2 separate regions of the Gossypium hirsutum genome follow, and region 2 is linked to region 1. The links are chromatin contacts, called in public Hi-C maps. All regions are on one chromosome and are shown on one strand. The core of a region is the stretch at or near the end of the contact, and the rest is flanking DNA. Distances in the headings are between cores, read along the strand shown.

Region 1 (7,322 bases), core at 4,240-6,739:
ACAGTTTAATCAGCTTTTTTCTAAAAACAAACAATTTGACTAAATTTTAAAAGTTAAGGATCAAAATAACTAAAAAATTATAAATAAAAAAATAAACATTAAGGACTAAATTTATTATTATGCTAAATAAAATCAACTATGATATTTATTTTCACGCCATTATTTTTCTAATTTCATTTTTATATTATTTGTGAAATGTTGATTTAGTTAATATATATATAAATGATGAATTAATATTTTTCTATTTTAATGAATTGTTTATAAATAATTATAATGAAAGAGCCATTTGGCCTAAACAAGCATTGACTACCTAATAATATAACATGTGGTTCAGATAATAAGACAAAAAGAATTTGACTTTTTTAAGAACCTGACTCTAAAATTTTTAAAAATTATAAAAATATCTAATTTTAAGATTAATTATGAAAATGATTTGATTTCTATAGTAGAGTTAGGTGCCACTATTTTTTCAGGCGGCACCACCCTAAAAATCTTCCCAATCATGCTTTATCATTACCAAAACAAAAAAAGATTGATGTCGCTTGACAAATTGGTGACACCGAACTGAAACATGTAGTGGAAAAACGTTCAGGGACTTGATTAAGTAATTACCCTTTTAGAAATCACCTGATGCAAATTCGCCTTAGCTTGCCTACAGTTTCACATGCATTGCTTAGCTTGAGAGGTTCCATCAGAAAACCCTAAATGAAACTCTCCGGTCACTCCTTCCCCCTTCCCTTCCCTGCATCAGTTGGTCCATATTTTTTAAAATATTAATACGATTTTTGAAGGCCCAAGGACGACATATTCTAGCCTATAAACCGGAAAAGCCCAGCTGAAGTCTCAAATTGGGTTTTTTCTTTACATCACACTTTCAAAAACAGGTAAAAGTAATATAGACTTCTTTGCTTTTTCTATTAGAACACGGTAAATTAGTTCGATTAAACAGTAAATTAATCATTTTGTTAAAAATTTTATCTATTTCTATTGTTAAAAATTGGTCTCTATATGTTGGTATGAGTATCATATGGTATACCATGTATAATTATCTGGTTATTTCATCAACTACATTTGTTTTTAATTAATTGTCCCATTTTTTAGTAAAGGGGGCAAAATACAATTTGACTTCTAATACAATGTATTATTGCAAATTTCATATTCAAAATTTGAAAAAGATAATGTTAGAACGGATAGCATGAATCTCAAAAATATTGATCTTCATAAACCATAAAACAGACATAACTATACAAATAAGAAATATATCTATGTTTTTTTATTGGACTTGGCTGCTCAAATTTTATTTTTGGTAAATTACAAAACTATTAACTATTTCGCTTTAAAAACTTTTAATTTCGTCCCTAATATTTTTGATTGGTTCTATTTTAATCATCTCGAAAATGATAACATAACTTTTTTGAATTGGTACAATAACACACATACATCCTCTCTATTTGGATGTTAATTCTAAATAGTCGAACAAATAACTACAAAAATTTATTTAGCCCCAAAAGCTATTTGGATTTCTCATCTTCTTCGTTGTTTTCACCTAAATTTTCTCATCTCCTTACCATCATTCATCACCTTCTTTTTACACCTAACCTTTTTTTTCTTTATGTTTTACTAAAATCCATTATTTTTCCTTGGTTTTTTTTATAATTAGGGTAAATTACTTAGTTGGTCACCCAACTTTTAAGGCATTTTCATTTTGGTCACCCAAAATGAAATTCTTACAATTTCGTCGCTCAACTTTTAAGACGATTTCATTTTAGTCACCCAACTGTTAAATCTCTAATGGTGGTTAACTGCACACGCCACATCATGTTCACGCTTTTATTTTGGTCACCCAACTTCTAAGTCGCTTTCATTTTGGTCACTCACAAAAAACTCCTTTTCTAAAATATTGATTGGGGTAAAAAAATTAGGGACTAAAATGAAAAAAATAATGGAAACTAAAATAAAACATTGAAAATTTTCAAATTGTATTTGTTTACCACATTATAGAAAATTCTAATTTTTTTAATATTAAAATTTTAAATTTCAAAACATACAAATCAAGTAAATAAATTGTTAAAAAAGAATCATCCCTTGATAATATTAATTGATTTGTAATTGTAATATTGAAGTTATTAAATTAATCTCCTTCTAAATTTTAAAATTTTATTTTATGTTTCCATATTATTCTTAATAAAATCAACTCGATAACTCGTATTTAATAATTGTTGACGAATTTTAACTTTCTTTTGATTATATAATCTTCAATCTTTCATACTAAGATAAAATCAAAGAAAAATATTACAATTAATTAAATTAATTGCAAGTTCTTCATTTGGGTAAAGAAGTGATGAAAAAATTATGGATTTTGTTTGACATGGAATATAAAATCAATTGTAAGGATTTTTCTTTGCTTTTAGCTTAGTATGAAAGACTTGAGGTCATATAATCTAAAGAAATTTGGGTTTCATATAAAATTATTAAAGATGATTTATTTAAGATGATTTTAAATTGGAAACATAAAATAAAATTTTAAGATTTAAAAGGAGACTAAATTAATTAATTTAATTAATTTCAATATGATGAAAACAAATCGATTCGCACTATCAATGTATAAAATTTTTCAATAACTTATTTAATTGATTTTGATGTTTTGAAATTTAAAATTTCAATATTGAAAAAAAATATTGAAAAAAAAATATTTTGAGCTTCCGGCAAGGGGGTAAACAAGTACAACTTGGTAATTTTTAAAGCATTATTTTAGTTTCTACCGCTTTATCCTTAATGTTTTTACCCCTGTCCAAAAATATATTTTTTGGTGACTAAAATAAAAGTATGAACATGATATAGTGTATACAAGTTAACTGTCATTAGAAATTTAACGGTTCGGTGATTAAAATGAAAGCGTCCTAAAAGTTTATTATTTTTTACCGACATCATTTTTTGATTGGTTAGATTTGCTGTATAACGAAAAGAATGTGTTTAAAGACTAAATTAATAGAATTTACAAATGTAGAAGATTAAATTTGTTGAATTATTTAGAATTAAGACTAAAATGATAAAACTTATAAATATTGAAGACCAAAAGTGTAATTGTACCAATTTAATCATTGTCATTTTCCCTCTGTTATAAACAATTTAACAAAAGATGACCAAAACAAAATCAATCGTAAATGTTAGTGAAGAAATCAAGTTTCTGTAGTTCGATCACAATCAAAATCACGTTCATAGTTGGGTGATTAATTTCATTTTTATGGTCGGAGTTTAATGCTCGAAATAATGGTGGAACTCTTTGAGCTCGCTTTCAGGCTCTTTATCATATCTATCTGAACCTCTGCCAAAAAACCCAAATCAACTGACCAAATTCAACACAAACCGCCACCTTCTTATTCAACTGTAATGGTTCATTAACAAAAAGGAAGATCATAGAGAAAACCCACCAACCCCGGAACAGCAATCGATTTTCGTCTTGTTTACAGCCAAGAAAAGTTCGAAGGGCAGCTTGAAAGCAACACTCAAAGATACTGAATGTAAATGACCTTCCTAAAATTTTAGGAATGCAATTCTGATCCCGTCTCCGAAAATGATGAATCATCGGCTGTGGAATTCTGGGCTTCTAATAGCTTCATCTGGCGTTCTGCATGCTCCCTTTCGCAAGCACTGATTCCCATAATGATATCGAGCATTGTACCGGTTGTGCCAAAGAACACAAGGGGTGCTAAAGATTTCCGCTTTATCCCCACCGGAATTGCTAGCAAAGCCCCTGCTACTGAAAACACCCATGTACCCAATGCACTGCAGATATTCCACAACAGTTACATTCGTCACAATACATCTAATGTAATGGAAAACATATAACCAAAGGAAATAAATCTGGAGATCAAGCCACCTTGCTGAGAAGATTGAGATTCACTTCATGAAGGGAAATAGAAGATGAAACTCGATGTATTGGATTGTAGTATGTTCATTGTTCATCCGGACACATATTACAGGTTAAATACTATATACTGAAAAATCCAAAAGCAGAACCAAAATGGTTGGCGAGTGGATCAGTTTAAAAAGGGCTGCAACCAGAATTCAATATACATATTGCTATCTTTACACAGATGCATGCAATCATAAACCATCAGCAATGGTTCAATTCAATGAGTTGCGAATTACTCCAAAACACCATAAGCTGTCATAGTAAATTCAATATATATATTGCTTTCTTTACGCAGGTGCTTAATTGGGCTCTTCTAAAAGTTGCAGAACCTAAAGATAGTGTTGTTCATGTTTCCCATAGTTCAGCTAAGTGCATTTCATTACTTTCCAGAGAATTTCAAGGGTTATAAAAGGTTTCTTAATAACAGTTTTTGTGCCCTAATTTGAAATTTCATTGTACATTATGCTTTAGAAGAAAAGTTGTAATTTAGAATCTTATTTAGAAGCATATGAAGGCCTATGTTCAGTAAAGAAAGTTGGTTCATTATACTTCAGGTTTGAGGGTTTGATCTGATCACTAGACTTAAGAGTCCAGCACATGATCGATTAGAATTGGATTTTTGATGCTCAGGTTTCAGGATGATCATAAATGCCAGATTTGCAAAGGTAGATTGACACGAAAAGTATTGAATAGAGAAGCAAAGAACTATATTTCTGTAACTCTAGTGGTGGGCACAAGCAAGCATGGTGTTCTTGGGTAAGGAGCAGTTGAAAGACAATCATTTTTGGTTATTCAAAGGCATGAGCTCAAGTCAGACCACGCGCAAACTCTTTAGTTTGTCATGTTTTTGCCTGTTCTGGCACTCCTCATTTTGTGAACCTGTCAAGGCTCTCCGTAGAATAGAAAGACAAAACCCCCGACCGGGAATCAGCAGTTAGCATATTGCACATTCTTGCTCTTGAATCTTGCTAAAACCAGGGTTAGAGCCATTGATAGAGAGGTTCACATAAATCCCAATTTCTTGGCCAGTGCAACTCTAAACTAGTCAAATTCTTTATAGAAGATAATTCAAACCAAACTACAAGTAAATAACAAGAATCATTTTATACTATAGAAGCACAAATTGATACCCTAAACCTAACAAGGTTGAATAGATTAACAAGAAGAATGTAAAATTTAGAGGAACAATCAAAGGAGAGAACTAACTTGGAAACTGAGCATTCTTCAAGCTGCTTAACTTCTTGCCCACCCATTTCCTTCTCTCCTAACTATTTGATTTTGACACACGTAAACGCCCCCAAAAAATGAACTTTATATCACCTAAAACGAAAGCCCTAAAACCTGAGAAACCAGCAAATCCCGATTACGTAAAAGAAAATTACTTAACAACAATATTAACCCATCAAAGTATGAATGATTTGAAGCCAACCTGAAATTTGAGAAAGGGCTGATAACAGGACTGCTTCGTTTTCTCTTGTTGCCAACAAACAAAGAGAAAGACGGGTTCTTTTCTCTTTTTTTTTCCAGGTATTTTTGAGGTGATATTTTAACGGGCCTCTAATGGGCCAAAAGTTCATTTCTTTATCATCAATGCCCATTGCCCGATACAGTAGGTTATTCCAAGGACAAGCCTGCTTGCTCGTTTAAAGGTGTTCTCTTTTTTTTTTTTGGGTTTCGATCTTTCTCTGGGCGTACCAAATAAGAAACTTTTTAACCTCGTGATGATATGAATGTTTGATTTTAGTCATCAATGATCACCGGCTATATATATATATGAAAATCATGCATCACGAGGAAAATAAAAAAAATGAACGGGGACAAAGAAAATTTATTCACGTTTGTTTAGATTTTTTTTTTGGATGTGGTACAAAGAGCAAATCATGATCAAGCCTGGAGCAAATGTACATTCAAGATAATATAGAACAAGAGAAACAGAAAGTAATTTAGAGAATAAGGTTTTTATTCATGTCCACTTGTCAAACAATACCAACCTATATATACATAGAGGAATAATAAACTATTTAACAATAATATATTTGAACTTTAAATGATGGATAATAAAGCTGATAATATTACTAAAGAAAAGGAAGAATCCCAACAACAAGATCAAGACGGTTGAAGAATCTTATCATGCCCCCATAAGATGGACAACGTTGAAGCGAGGCCAATCTTGTTGACGACATTAATGAACTATCGGCAAGGTAACGGTTTTGTGAGAGCATCAGCAAGCTGGTCGGTAGTGGAAATATGAGACACACGAAAACAACCACTTTGTACTTGTTCACGAATGAAGTGGTAGTCTAACGCAACATGCTTCATGCGCGAATGAAATATTGGATTAGCACAGAGATGAGTGGCTCTAACATTGTCGCAACATATCATTGGCTGTTGTGGTATGATGACACCAAGTTCAGATAGAAGGGAGCACAGCCAGCGTAACTCAACAGCTGTATCAGCCACGAAACAATACTCAGCTTCGATAGAAGACTGAGCAATCATTTTCTGTTTCTTCAAGCTCCAAGACACGGGATTGCGACCAAGATAGATAATATAAGCACTTGTAGAGGTAAAGCCATCTTTGTCACCAGCCCAATCAGCATCAGAGAATGCATGAAGGGCAAGAGGCGAATGATAATGGATGGAGAGGCCACGACCCAAGGTACCACAGAGATAGCGTAATAGTCATTTGATGATAGTCCAATGGTCAGTCGTGAGTTGATGCATGAACTGCGACAACTTGTTAACAGCATAGGAGATATCGGGTCGTGTTAACGAGAGATACTGAAGACTGCCAACAGTGGTGCGATAGGCAGCTACATCTGCTAACGGGGAACCAAAATGTAATGTAAGAGACACTGAAGAGGACATAGGTGTTGAAACCGATTTAGCTTCAGTCATCTGAGCTCTGTAAAGAAGGTCAGCAATGTATTTGCGCTGACTAAGAAATAAACTATTAGCATGGGGAATGACCTCAACACCAAGAAAATAATGCAAGTGACCAAGATCTTTCAATGAGAATCGAGCGGATAGGTGCTGAAAAAACTAAGGTATAGCTGAAGTGGTATTGCCGGTAACAATGATATCATTAACATAGACAAGAAGATAAATTACAGTACTGTGGCCACGAAAGACAAACAGCAAGGCATCGGCAATGGAGTTGATAAATCCAAAAGATAGCAAGAATGATCGTAATCCATGATACCAAGCACACGGAGCCTGTTTAAGCCCATAGATAGATTTTCGAAGCCGGCACACATGATTAGGATTATCACGGTTGATGAACCCCAGAGGCTAAGTCATAAACACATACTCTGAAAGGGTGCCTTGGAGGAATGCATTATTGACATCAAGTTGATAAATGGCCCAACCATGACTAACAGCAAGGCTAAGTACCAGGCGCACCGTG
Region 2 (7,668 bases), core at 4,447-6,946, 130 kb after region 1:
AGAATAATGATTGATGGACTAATAAACTTTCACAAAAGAAGTTTGGTATATTACTCTGGAAATTTCTAAATAAATTAGTAACCTGAAACAGGACTATTGTTTAAAACACCCCGAGTTCAAAAGATAAAGAGCCTAAGAAGGAAAAAGTCTAAACTAAGACTGATTTTTCGGATTTGGTTGTCCAAATAGTGAATGAGACAACAATTGATGGGGTAGGAAGAAGTCCCCTATGGAAAGAAAGTTCCTCATTTAGGCATAAGCATTTGATAAAGGCACCTTGAGAGAGTGGTGTAGACAAATTTCATAATCTGTATCCTTGAATTACGATAGGAGAAGACTAAGAAGAGTCAAATTTTCCTACTCTTAAGTCGCGGTGGAGGGAATATGGTACAAATTCTGCGTCTTACAGGGGTAAGGTTTGAAATGCACAATAGCGGGTAATTTGATTAAGTATTTCTTCGGAGATATCAGCCAAGCAAAAGGTGTCCGCGACAAAACCTTAATAAACTTTGAGAAATGATAATTCTTGAAAAATGACATTCTGCATTCATTCATGCATGCCTAGATGGGATCATCGAATTTATTTTGATCATAAAATCCTAATCACTAGGCATAATTAAGTTCATAGATTTTTACAGGTCATGAGAACAGATTAGTGGCAGGGATCTTATCACCCCGAAGTTGCAGTGGAGCGGATCAAAATCTCAGATCTTATCTTTCTGAAGTTGCAGAGAGCAGATCGCATCTAGTCTTATTTCCCTGAAGTTGCAGTGGAGCAGACTAAGTAAGCAAGTCTTATCATCCTGAAGTTGCAGTGAGGCAGACTGAAGATGGAAAATCTTATACCCCTGAAGTTATAGTGGAACAGATTAAAGCCGACAATCCTATCTCCCTGAAATTGCAGTGGAGAGGATTAAAATCTCAGATCTTATCTCTCTGAAGTTGCAGAGAGCAGATCGAAGATGGCAGATTTTACCTCCCTGTGGTTACAGTGGAGTACATTGAAGCCAGTAATTCTACTTCCCTGGGCAACAGTGGAATAGATTGAAGATTTGAGATCTTATCTAAGTAGTAGTGGAATAGATCGAAGATGGTGGATTTTACCTCCCTGTGGTTACAGTGGAGTACATTGAAGCCAATAATCCTATCTCCCTGGTCAACAGTGGAATAGATTATCTTCTTGAAGTTGCAGTGGAGTAGATTAAAGACAACAATCCTATCTCGCTGAAGTTGCAGTGGGTGGATTAAAACCTTAGATCTTATCTCTCTGAAGTTGCAGAGAGCAGATCGCATCTAGTCATATCTCTCTGAAGTTGCAGTGGAGCAGACTAAATAAACAACGCCTGATACCCCTAAAGATGCAGTAGGAGGGAATGAGGCTACCCAAAGACGAAGAGTACCAAAGTCCAGCATGACCGGGCAAAATTGGGCATTTTTAAAAATCTTTGCTCCTTTCCCGTTACAAGATAACGAGCAAAGAGGGGCAGCTGTAACACCCAATTATTGCCTGGTCCAGTAAAAAATAGAAACAGTCCATATTGCCCGATTACAAACGGGCTACAAGGCCCAGACCAAAACAAAGCGGTGGCCCAAATTTCAATGGCCCAAAACAGATGAAACCCTAGGGTTTCTAATCTTCAACAGCGCCGCAAGCCAAGCCTCGCCCCCGAATCTCTGTGATTTTCACCTGCAAGGAAACCAACAACATATGGAAAGAAAATCATGGATTTGCAAATCAAAGATATAACCAGATTTTTTTCTTTCTTTGATTCATTATTATCATGGCTATAAAAGGCCATCGAACATACTGTAATGGGGGCCGACTTTCGAAATCAATAAAAAACCCTATTTTCACAGCACAAACTCAGAAACAAACGAATCAAGGTTGTTATTTGCAGCTTTTATTTATTGTTGTATTTATTTTTTTGTCATTATATACATACGAATAAGATAAATAGAGGAAAAGAAAAGACACAACGCGGATGGCTAAGGGTGTCGTCCCCGATGAAAGACGACCGGAAGCCGAAAGGTCTCAGTGCTTTTAGGGGTACTTTCGTTGGTGTTTTGTGAGATTTAAGCCTAGATTTGGGCAAAGGAGGTCGAGAGGGCTAAAAGGGAAAATTTTTCCTTTTTTCGGCCACCGCGTACGGTGGTGCCGGTGCCGGAGATCAGCGACCGGCGCGGTGGCCGATGAAGGGCCGATGACTGACCAACCGGAGGCCGGTGCCGGAGGATGAGAGCTTTTCTTTAAGGATTTTTTTGAAGGAATTGAGAAATGAAATTTTTTTTAAATTTTTTTGGCTTAAATAGCCGATTGAAAACGGCGTCGTATTGAAAGGAGGATCCGCCCGTCGACTCGACCCGGACCCAGGGATTCGCGTGTTTTTCATACGGAGGGACAAATTGCATTTTTGGCCCCTCCGCCGTTTAAGTATATTCAATTAGGTTCTTTTTTGTTTTTAAATTCATTCTTTTATTCATTTTAAAATTCAATTCGATCCTAATTGGATGACGCCGTTTAGGGAAATAGGGAAAATCTCCCTTCCGGTCCCTCCATGTAATATGCGCGTTCAATTTAGTCCTTCAGTCTCCATTTATTTACAGATTTGCCTCATAATTTTTATTTACAGTTCAAATTAGTTTTTTTCTTTATTTTTAATTAATTAGTTTTTTTATTCTTTTTCATATTTAATTTTTTTTAAAATATATGTATATATTTTTTACATACGCATGCTTATTTTTGTATTATAATATAATTACTATTATTTTATTTTTATTTATATGTAATTATTTTTTATAATCTATATGTATATATTTATTTTAGTATATATGTATGTATACATATTAATATTTTTAACCAATTTTTATTTATTTATATATATGAATATATTTATTTTTTAAAAAAAATGCAAATATATGTTTTTTTAATATACTTTATAGTTTATATTTTTTCCTTTATTTTCATAAATGAATCATGCATGTATAAGTTTCATAGCCCAAGATTCCATATGTAAATTATGTGTATGACTTTTAATTTCAATGTATATATTATATGCCATTTATTCTTTATGTTTTGTTTATGTTCTTCATTCGATTATTAATTCATGTTTTCGTTTACATGTTAAAAAGATTTTTTTATTTTGATCATTTATTTGATATTTTGTATGTGATTATTTTTATTATGTATATTGATTTTATTTATTCATTTATTTATATTATTTCTATGCCACTGTGATATTTACTATTGCATTATTTAATATAGCATCACATCATTTTTTTTACTCGATTTCAAACTTTTCAAAATTGAGATAATGCTTGTATTTAGGATTTTCAAGGAGATTGAGCCCTAACGTATTGGGTTACGATTTTCTTCGTTAAATCTAACAATCGAGCATTTCTCTTTAATAAAAAATAATAAAGAACTCATTATTGGGAATTCAACACATTGTGTCCTAACGTATTGGATGTGACGCATTGATTTCTCGAAATGAATATTTTAAAAAATAATAAAGGAAATATTCCAAGTTTGAGATTCTAAAGGAATTGTGCCCTAACGTATTGGGCCGCAATTTCTTAAATCTTGAATAAATGGATATTCTTTTAAATTTTTATTACACTAGTATTTTGGCCTAATTCATTTTTGGGGAAAATTAGAATGTCGTGCCCTAACGTATTGGGTATGGTATTTTCTTTCTCTTAAAAGATAAAGGTTTTAATACGTAACGTTTTTAAGTTTTTGCTAAGGATTATATTTCTTCAAATTTTCGACATTAAGACATTAATTAATTAACTAGGTACCGATTTTGGGCGTACGAGGGTGCTAATCCTTCCTCGTACGTAACTGACTCCCGGATCCGTTTTTCTAAAACTCGTAGACCAAAGCCGTTTTTTTAGGTGATCCAATCACACCTCAGTAAAAGATTGGTGGCGACTCCCAATTTTAACTTTCATTTTTTTTTAAAAAAAAGTCGACAACCTAAAATTTTTATTTTTCAAAAAATGGTTTCGACATGTATAAACTACGAATATATTAACCAATTATATTTAATCATTAATGCATATATATAAACTATTAATATATTATATATGATATGATATAATATAGCATTCTATAATATAATATGAAGAGCACAGGGACTTAGAGCATATTTCAACCATAATAATAAACAATAATATTTAATATTTAATATATTATGTACTACTATTTTAGTATGTGATATATTATTACATAATGTAATAATATATTTCAAAACTATTAATACATTTATATATATGTATATATAACTATGAGTTAGACCCAAAATCAAAATCAAATTTACCAATCGATTTGTTTGAATTGGCTCAATTTGATTGTTTAACTTGGTTTTAATGTTAGCCGTTAGTCAACTAACGGTCACATCAATATGTCCCTTAAAAATAGATAAATTTGACAAAAAAAATAAATGTTAGAGATTAAAGTGCTCCAAAAAAAAAAGATAAAGAGCCAAAGTGAGCAAACAATCAAACGTTAGGGGCTATTTTTAGTAGTATGTCTATAATAATATAGTAGTAATTATTACTAAAACTTTAATACATATACATATATTACTATGATATATTATATATTTGAATAAAAGATATAGTATTACATAATATTATAATCTTTAATCATTAATGCACATATATAAATTATTAATATGTTATGTATTATACGATATAATATAGCATTATACAATATAGTAGTAGGGCCAACTTTCAAATGTATAAAGAACTTAGGGACTTAGAGCATATTTCAACTAAGATAATAATAAACAATAATATATAATGATAATTAATATATTATGTATTACTATTGCAATATGTGATATATTATTACATAATGTAATATTATATTTTGAAACTATTAGTACTTATATATAACAATTCATTAATCCGAAGTAAAAATCGAATTTACCAACTGATTTATGTGAATTGGATCAATTGATAGATTATATACTATTGCATAATATAATAATATATTATATGGGAAGGGATCCATAAATAGTTTTACACCATTTTGTATCTTTTTGTACAATTAATATTTTAACAATTTAATCGAAGAATTTAACAATATAGTTGTACTTGCCATGCATGTAAATTTTCAAGCCGATCCAATATATCTATCATATGGATATAAAATACTACATATATATATTAATATTTATTGAACGATTGAAATTTTTTAAATAAAAAAATTGTTATAAAATTTTAATTTATATTAAATTTGTCATGTATGATCTATATGAATGAAATATAAAATGTGAAGATTGGATCGATAAAATATTAATCGAGAATGTAAAACTATTTTAATTTTACATCGATGTAAATGGATCCCTCCCTATGATATATAAGTATTCCTAAAAGTACTAATACATATATAATATGATAGGAGATAACTTTCGTATATCATTTCCATTAAGGATTTAATGGAGGGTGACAAAAACAGAATCAATTCGAAAACATTTATTATGAAATTAAAAGTTCTGTAGTTTGAATATCAAAATAAAAATACGCTAATAGTTAAGGGACTAATAATAGAATTTACTCTTAATTAAAAATAGCGCATGGTCGTGGCTTTGACATTGCAATTCAATCCTAAAATTTCTTAGCTGGAACATTATTATTGGTTGATCACAGCAACTCTTATTGACCTTTCTCTTCATTGTCCCATACACCAAACTCACTCCCAGTTATCGGCGCGTCTTTTCCACCGTTTGACTCTGACAACTACGAGTCTACGACTAGCTATCAAACCCAGCAAACATATTGAAGTTAAAAATAAAGAAAAAAACAGAGAAAGGAAGCGAAAAAAGTCCTTTTTTTCTGGGTTTTGTTCGCCTTTAACAATGAACAAAGGCATGGTTTTTGGCGGTCGTGCGGCGTGTTTTCTGCCTATAATCTTGGTACTATGTTTAACGAGGAACAGTAATATATTACCGGTTGCTGAAGCTATATGGTTAACGATTCCAAGTTCAGGAACCAAGTGTGTTTCCGAGGAGATCCAGAGCAACGTTGTCGTTTTAGGTGATTATTATGTGATCGATGAAAACAACCCTGATCATATCCCCACCATCTCTGCCCGGGTAATTCTTTTACCTTTTCAACCAAATTCTCCATCTGGGTTTATCTGAGTTCTTCATTTTTCTTTTTACAATTTCAATACTTGTAGTTTAATGGGTTTGCAACTTTTGACGTTCTTCATCTGAAATTTTTGTTGTTGAAGCTTTTACTGGTTTAGTTGATCAGTGATTATGTTGCTACTTTTTATGTTTTGTTGATACAAGGTTTGAGTTTGGTGATCTGACGCGGTTCACACTGTGTGTCGAGAATTTATTGGGAAGATGATTTGGAGAGTTTGGAGAGTGTGGCCGGATTTGGGTAGAGTATCGGCCTTGTATTCAGCACCTGCCTCTTCCTGGAGATGGAGGAGAGAGCTTATATAGAGGAATTTGAGTGCTATTAGTAGAGCATTGGAGTGCTCTACTAGGGTGTGATTGTGTTGAGTAGTAGAGTCAGCAGTAGAGTCTTGAGCGATTCTATGAAATGTGTTTGGGGGAGCTTTTGAGTGGACTCTAATGCGACTTGGTGGTGGCACCCATGAATGGCGTGTGCGGGTTTGGCGAGCCTCTCTGGGCGAGGGGTTAGGTATAACAATGTTCGATTTTAATGTCATATATCTTGGCTTAGCCTTACTATGGGTATGATTTTGTATCCTTTTGCAAGTGTCGAGGATGTCTAGAATCTGTATTTATGGGGCAAGTCATATCCAAGGGTAAGCCTTTGCTTAATCTTCCTTTTTAAATATGAATGGGAGTTCTTTTTGGCTAAGGTCAGAATTTACCCTTTGATACTTTAGGATCCTTCAATGGATCCGTATGAATATTGGCAGAATAAGTTCTTTTCTTCAGTTTAAATTATAAGTATATATTTTTAATCCTATATGCAGTTAGCTGATCCATGAACATGGGGATAAGATATGTGCCTTCAGGTCCTAGGCCACCCCTCAAGGGAAGTCTTAGGTGCTTCTTTTTGTTTCTTAATCTGCAGAAGAACTATCCTTTCTGTTTGATGGAAAAGTCTTGAGGGTGGAAAAAAATAAAATTGTTTGGTTACCTTGGTATTGTTGAAGAATCCCTTTAACTTCGAGGAATTGTAAAAGTAAAATTAATTGGTCATTGAGGCTACTTTTGCATTTGATACTCTTTGTGTTCGGGTTGACAACTATGACAACTATCTGTAGCTCAGCCGAAACCAAATTAGATGAGGTCATCTACATGGAATTTTCTTCCTACTATCCTCGAATGATTGATATTATTGAGTTTGAAATGAACTACAAGCAGTAAGATATCTTTCAATAAGTTCAGATTCAGGTACTTAGAGAAAAATGAAGAGTTGGAGCGATATTGAGATCATTGATTTTAATTTTTATATGTTTTGGAATTTATCAGGGAAACTCATTCCAACTATCAATAGTTTTAACATGGTGATGCACATATCGAATTAGTAATTTACTTTCAAACTTACAACACCTTATATCTTGTTCTTTAGGTAACATCCCCTTTTGGGAACAATCTTCACCACAATGAAAATGCAACTCATGGTCAGTTTGCATTTACAACCAGTGAGTCAGGCAATTATCTAGCTTGTTTC

Evidence for each region. A called contact is a pair of places that touch in the nucleus more often than the background predicts.
Region 2: a contact with region 1 is called in a Hi-C map of leaf, with 2.5 times the contacts expected there. The contact joins the promoter of LOC107901402 here to the promoter of LOC107901400 in region 1. A contact is called at or near these places in 9 of 34 Hi-C or Micro-C datasets (hypocotyl, leaf and petal).

What each region holds. Positions count from the first base shown.
Region 1 is chrD06:6,196,855-6,204,176 of Gossypium_hirsutum_v2.1, forward strand. LOC107901400 reads right to left here and starts at 5,490. Exons shown (of 3, transcript XM_016827391.2): 1 at 5,346-5,490; 2 at 5,123-5,257; 3 at 3,356-3,786. The coding sequence starts at 5,169. The coding sequence ends at 3,543.
Region 2 is chrD06:6,331,160-6,338,827 of Gossypium_hirsutum_v2.1, forward strand. It overlaps LOC107901402 (transmembrane emp24 domain-containing protein p24delta5), which reads left to right and starts at 5,697. Exons shown (of 4, transcript XM_016827394.2): 1 at 5,697-6,101; 2 at 7,567-7,668. The coding sequence starts at 5,865.